Regions from separate parts of the Mus musculus genome. Here regions 1 and 3 are each linked to region 2. Evidence: chromatin contacts called from public Hi-C data. All regions are on one chromosome and are shown on one strand. The core of a region is the stretch at or near the end of the contact, and the rest is flanking DNA. Distances in the headings are between cores, read along the strand shown. Region 1 overlaps Gm20752 (predicted gene, 20752). Region 2 overlaps Lrrc7 (leucine rich repeat containing 7). Region 3 has its middle 45 kb from the start of Gm20752.

Region 1 (2,700 bases), core at 147-2,646, 940 kb before region 2:
AGTGCTGGGATATGCAGGCCTGGGGTAGGAGGTATACCAGTCCTACTCCTCCTGACCCCAAAGTTTAGACATGTCTCAACCCAGCTCTTGCTCTGTGCTCCATCTCCCACAATTCCATGGATCTGCAGCCACATAGGATACCTCTTGAGGCAATATGTATTCTGCTGCACCAGTGTATAGAATTTGTTATTCACCCTTCATTCCCAGGTACACTGATTCATTTCTCTAAAAGAGCTACCTTGCACTTCTCCAAATGACTTCTTTCTGACAGTTTTGAACCTTGCCAGATTCTGCTTGTCTCATGTCCTCAAGGTTCCTTCCCAAAATAAGCAGGTTCTACTACCCCATATTGCCCCAATGGATAAAAATAATCAAGTAAAGGGAAGCCTGCAATCATTCAACAGTCATCTTTGTAGTTCTTCCAAACAGTATGCTAAATAGCGCGTATGAATTTTTTAACTAATAAGATCATAATCAAATCTAGAAGATGCATCATCTTTAGTGAGATCTATAAAAATTTGCATAACTTGCTAGGCATTCAATATGTGATATGACAGGAGAACTCAGTAAAGAGAAAGTACCCTGGAACTTGAAATGCTAGGCTTCAAGAGATTATCTTTTCAGAAGCTTCTTGAAGTCTTCAGACAGATAAGAAAATCAGATTTCCATAGGATGAGGTCAGTGTGGTCATTCCAATAAAAGGGATCTTTACCATCTCAGGATTATATGAATATCTAGGACTGTCTTTAAATAAAATGGTTCTCTGAGCAATGTTGATGTAAATGATTGGGCAAGAATGGTCAACTTTAGACTTCCTGTTTGGTAATAATGACCTCACCAATTTCACTTCTACTGAAGGTCGAAACTTTATAGAATGTATTTTATTTTCCACATTGATAGTAAAATAGTTTGTCCATTGTTACATTGTGATAGATAACAGGGATAAGGAGAAGTGCCAGTTCTACCTCCTGTATAATTGAATTTTTGTCTACCCAACTGTAGCTCAAAGTCTGGATCACCATTTAAATCTAAAGGAAGCCAGATGTGATAGCATATGCCTTTATTCCCAGTAATTGAGACCAGGAAGGACTACAGAATAAGATCCTACCTCAAAAATAAAATACTAAAAGAAAACAAAATAAAATATAAGAATAAAAGGAAACTAAGAAGAAGCAGAAAAAATTTGTGGCCAAATAATCATGGAAAACATCATAAAACTAAGAAGATCCCATTGTTGAAAGTGGTCTTAGTCTTTGCACTAAGCAAAGTGAAAAAAAAATCTCTAATAGACATACAGATGGCAGTATTTCCCAACATGGAAGCACCTTTGAGAAATTCACTCATTAAATATATCTTCTAGGAGAATGCATTATACAGCTTTGGGAAACAGAACAGAGTTTCATGTGCTGCAGAAAAGAGGAGGATCAGGGAGGCAGCTATGCAGGATTAAAGCTTGCCTGCTCTATCTATAGCAGTAAATATAGGCAGCCAGACGCTACAGCTTCAAGTCAGGTCAACCGTGGCTGAACACATGTCAGGAGCTCAATCAATACTTACAGAATTGAATTAGAACAGAGAATACAGCAATCCTTTCCTCTCACCAGAGGTGGCAACAACTGCAGAACTATTTAGAGGCATGCTTTGTGGAAACTGTGTTGCTGATACTTTGATGGTCACCACAGGCAACAAAAGGGCATAGTGTGAAGTTCTCTTCCTCTGCAAAATCCAGTAGAAAATTCAAGAGCTTTTCTTCCTACTCAAGATCATTTCCCTTCTTTACCCCCAGCCTCCATTTGTGTCTTAGAGTTTTATGCTATTTGTTCTCAGATTTTCAGAGGAGGCATAGTTTGCTACTCAATTACATCAAACATTTATGTATTTTACTTTGAAGATACAATATTAACACTTTATGATTACACAGAGATAACTGAAACATTGTGGTTTTTAAGTTGCAAATCCACAGAGCTGTTATGAAAAATGTATATTAAGTTTGCACAGTTTCTCCTATTGTCAGGTGAGAGATAATGAACATAGAATATCAAGAGAAAAAATAGGCAAAAAAAATAGATTAACATAACATTGAACTTATCCAGTCACATTTTCAATTAAAAAAATAGTAAGTTATTTTTCTCCAGAAAATGGTCAGAAAGAATAAAGACAACTCTCTAGACCTTTCAGGCAAGCTCAACAGCATCAGATTGAGGGACACCTGTTCCCTCTCCATTTCCTGGGCCAAGCTTTACTTGCATCTTTGGAGACCCACTGTCACCAAGAGGAACCAGATGGGATCCCACACCACCAAAGCCCCTGCCAGGTGTGTTTCCCAGCAAGCCCAGCATCCTTGAGGTCTGCCCTGTCTTCTCTAGGTTTCATCTTCTGGTGCAAACCTCTACCTGCAATCCCAGAGACCTGCAGCCATAAGGGACTACTATCTCTAGGGACAACCAGATGGCAAAAGGCCAATGTGAGAACAGGGAACATCAGCTCTGCCTGCATTCCTGGAGGTCTACTGCCACACAGGACAAGGTCTACCTTCAATCCCAGAGGACTGCTGCTATCAGGGACTACAAGGCCTGACAACCCTAGGGATAACCAGATGACAAAAGGCCAATGTAAGAACAAAATCAACAAAAGTCAGGACAATATGATATAACTGAAACCCAGCCATTCTACTACAGCAAGACCTGCATGCCCTAAAAC
Region 2 (2,700 bases), core at 26-2,525:
ATTGTTTCTTTGGATGTTGTCCTCACTAATGTAAAAACTTCCCTAGAGATAAAAACCTTGTTTTGACAATTATGGTGTTGAGTAGTTATGATTAAAGTCCTTGGAAGAAGGAATGTTTTAAGTTGAAGACCAGCCTGTACTTCACAATGACAGTTCATTTCAAAATTTTAAATTTTAAATTTTAAAATGCCTTTGTCTTTATCTATGTCTTCCCAGATAGCTGCCTGGCCCTGATGTTGTCTGCAATTCATAACACAGATAGCAGCATATAATAGGGAGTCTCAAAAATGGATAGTGAAAGAGCAGAATGTTGAAACTCTAATACAGGGGTCTCTGTGACCACCATGGCCAGCAGAGTAATGATCTGTGGGAGGCAAGAAAGCAGTTCAGTTCAGCATGAATAAGTATATAAAGTTGATTCAAACTTTGGAGTCTGACCCTGAGTAGCTTATTTTAGGTATATTTAAGCAACACACAATTTGGTGAAAACTTCCCAGGTGATAATTAACTCAGTCCCATGTGCACAATAAAGCAAACATAAATCTCTTTGAAGAACAAAGTAAATTAAATGAAGATCAGATATACTACATCAAAACTTTTTGTAAAGTTGACACCTTCCATACAGATGGATTCTGTAGACTGACTGAGAAAAACAAACTTATGATAAAGGTCTGAGGGAGGGTCCAGTGTAATCTTACCCACAAAGATCTCACAAAGGTAAGCAGGCTATTAATATCTTTTCCCAGACTTCTGGGTAGATGACAAGCTATGTATTCCTTTCTTTGAAGGAACAACCCTGTGTATTTAAAATTCCAGGTTCCCCTAGTCCTTATCTGTGAATTCAAAGACCTCCTTGCCTCCCATACTCTAATTAGCAGAATAAAGTTCGGATTACAATTCTAAATCTCTCTGAGGCATCTCAACCATAAGAATAATATGCAATGCTCAGTGCCCCATTGGCAACTTTGAGAACTGTGGTGCTCTGACTGCTGCGTTGACTCAAAATTTATCTATAACCACTGCTGTGAGATATAATTCACAGGCATTTACAACTCGGCGGATTTTTTAGCAGACTCACAATGTTCTATAAACATCATCATAACCTAACTTTAGAACATTCCCATCACCCTTAAAAGAAATCCTAAATCTTTGGCAATCTTCTCTACTTTCTGTCTATACATTTACCAGTTTTGGAGATTGCATATGAGTGTAATCTATGCTGTGTGGGTTTTTTGTGACTTGCACCTTTCAAAGTTCATCTATTTTGAAGCACATTTCAACACTTCACTCACTGCTACTGCCAAAGAACATCCATTATGTGGGCAGGCCACTTTTGCCTTCCTATGCAGTCATTGAGGCAGGATTAGCTGCTGTGAATAATGTATCCATAATCATTTGGGTACATGTGTGGCTTTATTCTGCAGAATAGGTCTAGAGGTATGTAGATCATGTAAGGATTCTGTGTTTCCAATTGGATACACTTGTATCCATTTCCAACCAGTGTACATTTGACCAGTGCTTCCATATGCTTCCTATTGCTGTGGCGGTGGTGTTAAAATTAATTTCACAACATTGTGGTTTTCACAACTTCAAGAGCCTTATGAAAGTTCCCCCAACTAACCCTGAGTTTATGCACTGTCTTCAAGTCTATAGGGAAGTTAAAGATGTTGGTATACCTGGATATGTCAAAAAACAGGATAGAAACGGTTGATATGGATATTTCTGGATGTGAAGCCCTCGAGGACCTCTTACTATCATCCAATATGTTGCAACAGCTGCCTGACTCAATAGGTGAGGATGTAACATTTTGTCATGAGTAATTATGTCAAGTGTACAGGTTTTTTTGGCAGTATAACTTGTTTATGCATGTAGGTAATATACTACTAGTCTAACATTAATGAACTAGCAAATTTACCATGCAAGATCATAAAACAACATATTATGAATTCCTTAAAATGAACAGTTAACTTTAGCTACCATATCCAGCTCTCTTCCTAGTAAATTGGTATATACCCTTAAATTATCAAATGTCCTGAATTGCACAGTGTTGTCATGAGAAGTAAGAATTTCGATTTAGAGTTATTTGGTGATAGTGGGTGCATTTTAACATTGGAATGACAGGTAAGTAACACAAAAATGTGTGAATATAAATTAGATTCTTAATTCCATTATTTTTAAAAGACGCGTTGTCCTTAATATGTTGTAAGATGCTTGTCAGTAGGAATAATTGTAAGTATAGCTTGCACACTAGGGAATTTTATGCATTTTATGAATTTTATGAGTAAAGTTATAAAGGACTGGGTAATAATATTCTTTTATATTCTTCCTATTATTTTTGAGATGTCTCAGGTAGGAGAATAAACGTCAATTCTCATAACTTTGAAATGGGGATTTGAACCTATTTGCAGTAGATGTGCCATTGTATTTAGCAACTTGCTAACGTTTCTGGAAGTTAAAGGCTAAGTAGCCCAGTGGGAGGGAAACTTGATGACAGGGCAGTTTTCCAGTTCCCTTTAATATTTTATCACCACTTTAACTGATCCTTCAGGCTGATGGAGAGCACTGGTTTTAACAAAATCACATAGTTTAGTTTTTCTCATAAATTGGCTGGCTTTTTATTTACATAATCAACACATTTCCAAAAGTGTTTCTCCAACTGTCAGATGTAACAGAAATCTTCATTAAACCTCTCATTTACCA
Region 3 (2,700 bases), core at 177-2,676, 830 kb before region 2:
TAATTTACTTTTTGCTTATTTTTAGATGTACTTCAGAAGATACCTTTAAGAGATATGCTTTTTGTTTTGTTTTGATGTTTTATTTTGTTTTAAAATGAGTCACCAAATGGCTGGGCCCTGAGAATAAACTCTCAGGAGAGCCACTATAGTGGCACGTTGCTGTGATCATAGCATTTTTGAGTTGAGAAAGAAAGAGGAGTTCAAAGTCATTCTCACTTTAAGGAGATTGAAGCTATGACTACATGAGACCTTGATGCGATGCCTCTTCCCACAGTAAAAGCACTGTTCTGTGTCCTGAACTCTTCCTGTCAGAACTAGATCCCATTACCCCTGAGTAATTTGTTCCATATGGATCTCATTATCTTGGCACCTGCTGAGTAGAGAAATGATGGGCACATAAACCCAAGCAGAACACAAACTAGAGAATGATTGGGGTGCTTCTGTCTCCAAAAGATGTTACTCACTAGCTTTAGTCTTTGAACACACCTACAGTTTTTCTAAGATTATAGCACTTTAGAAAAAAAAAATCATACATAGCAAAACAAATATTTTTAAAAATTTTTACTTCTTCCCATTATAGGCTAATTCACTATTTAGTGACATGAAGGCCAATTTGTGATTTGAGAAATAGCTACACAATTATTTTTTGTGTTGATTTGCTCAAAGAAGTAATAGATTATAAGAAAGGCTAGAAAGAAAATGCAGGGTTTTTTGTTTGTTTGTTTGTTTATGTGTTTGATTGGTTGATTGGTTTGGTTGGTTGGTTGATTGATTTTGTTCATTTGTTTGTTTTTGGTTTCTTGAGGTAAGGATTTTTCTGTTTTCCAGGGTTTTCTCAAACTTGAGGACTCAAGTGATCCTTCCATCCCAGGTGATAAGTGTGTAAACTAAAGAGACTCCCATCACCAATTTCATGATTTAATGGTGGTAGGGTAGGAGAGGTAGGTGATGAATAGCAAGAATTTTCTATTGCAGATTATTTTGTTTTAACACCATATAGCCATATCTAAAGTAATATAACAAAACTTACATAAGATGGTTCAAGTTCAACTATGAGTCATGATTTATTGTTATACTAAATAACTAAAAAATAAGTGTGATAAAAATACACTCTAGATTCTAGAGAGAATCTAAAATATAAAATTACTTCAAGTGATCAAGAGATTTTAGCATAGGTTAGGTACAGTTTATGATGAAACAATGTAGATGAAATTTTGGAACTTAGAGGAGGCTAACATCATCGTGTGCAGAATGTATCAGGGCAAGGCAGTCTTAGAGCGTCATAGGCAGAGGATACAGGTTGAGTAAACAAAAGGAAAAATACATTGCAGTCAAAAACTACAGCTTGAGCAAAGAAGGGTTCTCTAGAAAGGGGGCAGCATCCTCTAGGGAAGCATCCTCTAGGGAACTGCCAGGAAGCCTTTGAGACAGTTGCTTGGTAACCATTCCTCACAGTTGGCTGCTGTGTCTGAGTCACTCAATCTTTTGGCTGCCCAATCCATTTTCCACCTACACAAGGTTCAGTATTTTGAATGGAATTTAATTCTAAAACAGCAGATACCAGTGGTGGTCGTAAGATTACCTTCCTGATCATCTCTCCTTAAGTTCTGGGGTAAACTCTTGGTTTCTATGCACACACCTATACTCACTCAGATGGAATGCTTAAGGATGAAAAGTATTTTAAAAATAGTGCTTTATGGTTAACAATCCAATCCTAGAAAAATTAAAGTCTAAAATTACAGAGAAAAAGACCCTAGGGAGGTGGGGAAATGCCTTTCCAATGGAGTAGTGAAGTAGGGAGGAAGAGATAAAGGAATAAAGAGTGGGAAGGAGAGAGTTGGGAGGGAAGGTTGGGAGAAGAAAGGAAAGAAAGAAAATAAAGAGAGATCTGGAGAAATGAAGGGGAGAGAAAGAAAAGAAAGGAAGAAAAAGGGTGGGGAGGGAGGGAGACACTTTCAGAGACGCTGCTTTTAGCATTGACAGCAATGAACAGTGTTCATTACATCCCATGTATTTTCTTGATGATGAATCTGATTTCTATGTGAACAAGTTGCTGACTTATCAAGAGCTTTTCTGGAGATCACCAGCATATGAGAAATTACAGTAGGTATTGTGCTTTACAGCACTCACCATGTCTATGAGAGTTCCTCCAAAACAGTTTCCTACTTGCTTTCAAAAAAGGGTAGAGATTGTGGCAGTGAATTACAAGATGATGAGCAGAATTGGGGAGACTGAAATGGTCAGCACAAGATCTACAGTGCCTGGTACAACCTTCTAAGCCCAAGGAATTGTGGGGGCGATTTGCTCCCATCTGCCTCCATTGCTTTTTATTCCACATCACTTCTTTCTCTCTCCACCCCCACAAGCACATGCACAGCTGAGGCTATTTCTAGCTTGCTTGCAAAGACAGAAATCACACCCAGGCACAAAAGAGGTAGGAGAAGAAACTATTGAGAGTGGACCACATTTTTTGAGTATCCAAGCTGCAGAAAAGAGACCCGTAAGCCGCACTTTATTCTTCCCATTGTTCAGTTTTTTTGCTTCAATGATGAATTCTAAAATAGGAGAAAAGAGAAAGGAAAAGAAGGGCATAAATAGTAGAGGGGAAATATTGGGAAAAGAAGAGGAATAGGTAGGAAGGAGACAGAATTAGAGGGCAGTGGAGGATGAATGTGGCATGTTATCACAGAACTTTGTAGA

Evidence for each region. Hi-C and Micro-C count contacts between places; a contact is called where the count stands out from the background.
Region 1: a contact with region 2 is called in a Hi-C map of cortical neurons, with 2.4 times the contacts expected there. The contact joins two enhancer-like sites. A contact is called at or near these places in 4 of 484 Hi-C or Micro-C datasets (cerebral cortex, cortical neurons and embryonic fibroblasts).
Region 3: a Hi-C map of cortical neurons shows a contact between it and region 2, with 1.7 times the contacts expected there. The contact joins two enhancer-like sites. A contact is called at or near these places in 4 of 484 Hi-C or Micro-C datasets (cerebral cortex, cortical neurons and forebrain) and 1 of 115 datasets of contacts at active chromatin or transcription factors (neural progenitor cells).

The regions. Positions count from the first base shown.
Region 1 is chr3:159,142,772-159,145,471 of GRCm38.p6, reverse strand. All of the region lies in intron 2 of Gm20752 (predicted gene, 20752), which reads right to left. Among named protein-coding and RNA genes, the nearest start is that of Gm20752, 68 kb to the right of the region's middle. Within about 2 kb of position 1,396, at least 5 of the 459 cell types and tissues checked have an H3K27ac peak or open chromatin away from gene starts, as enhancers often do. A contact at or near this core is called in cortical neurons, where this site is marked.
Region 2 is chr3:158,201,441-158,204,140 of GRCm38.p6, reverse strand. It overlaps Lrrc7 (leucine rich repeat containing 7), which reads left to right. Exons shown (of 28, transcript NM_001081358.3): 11 at 1,647-1,791. Among named protein-coding and RNA genes, the nearest start is that of Lrrc40, 170 kb to the right of the region's middle. Within about 2 kb of position 1,275, at least 4 of the 459 cell types and tissues checked have an H3K27ac peak or open chromatin away from gene starts, as enhancers often do. A contact at or near this core is called in cortical neurons, where this site is marked.
Region 3 is chr3:159,030,502-159,033,201 of GRCm38.p6, reverse strand. No RefSeq gene overlaps it. Among named protein-coding and RNA genes, the nearest start is that of Gm20752, 45 kb to the left of the region's middle. Within about 2 kb of position 1,426, at least 31 of the 459 cell types and tissues checked have an H3K27ac peak or open chromatin away from gene starts, as enhancers often do. A contact at or near this core is called in cortical neurons, where this site is marked.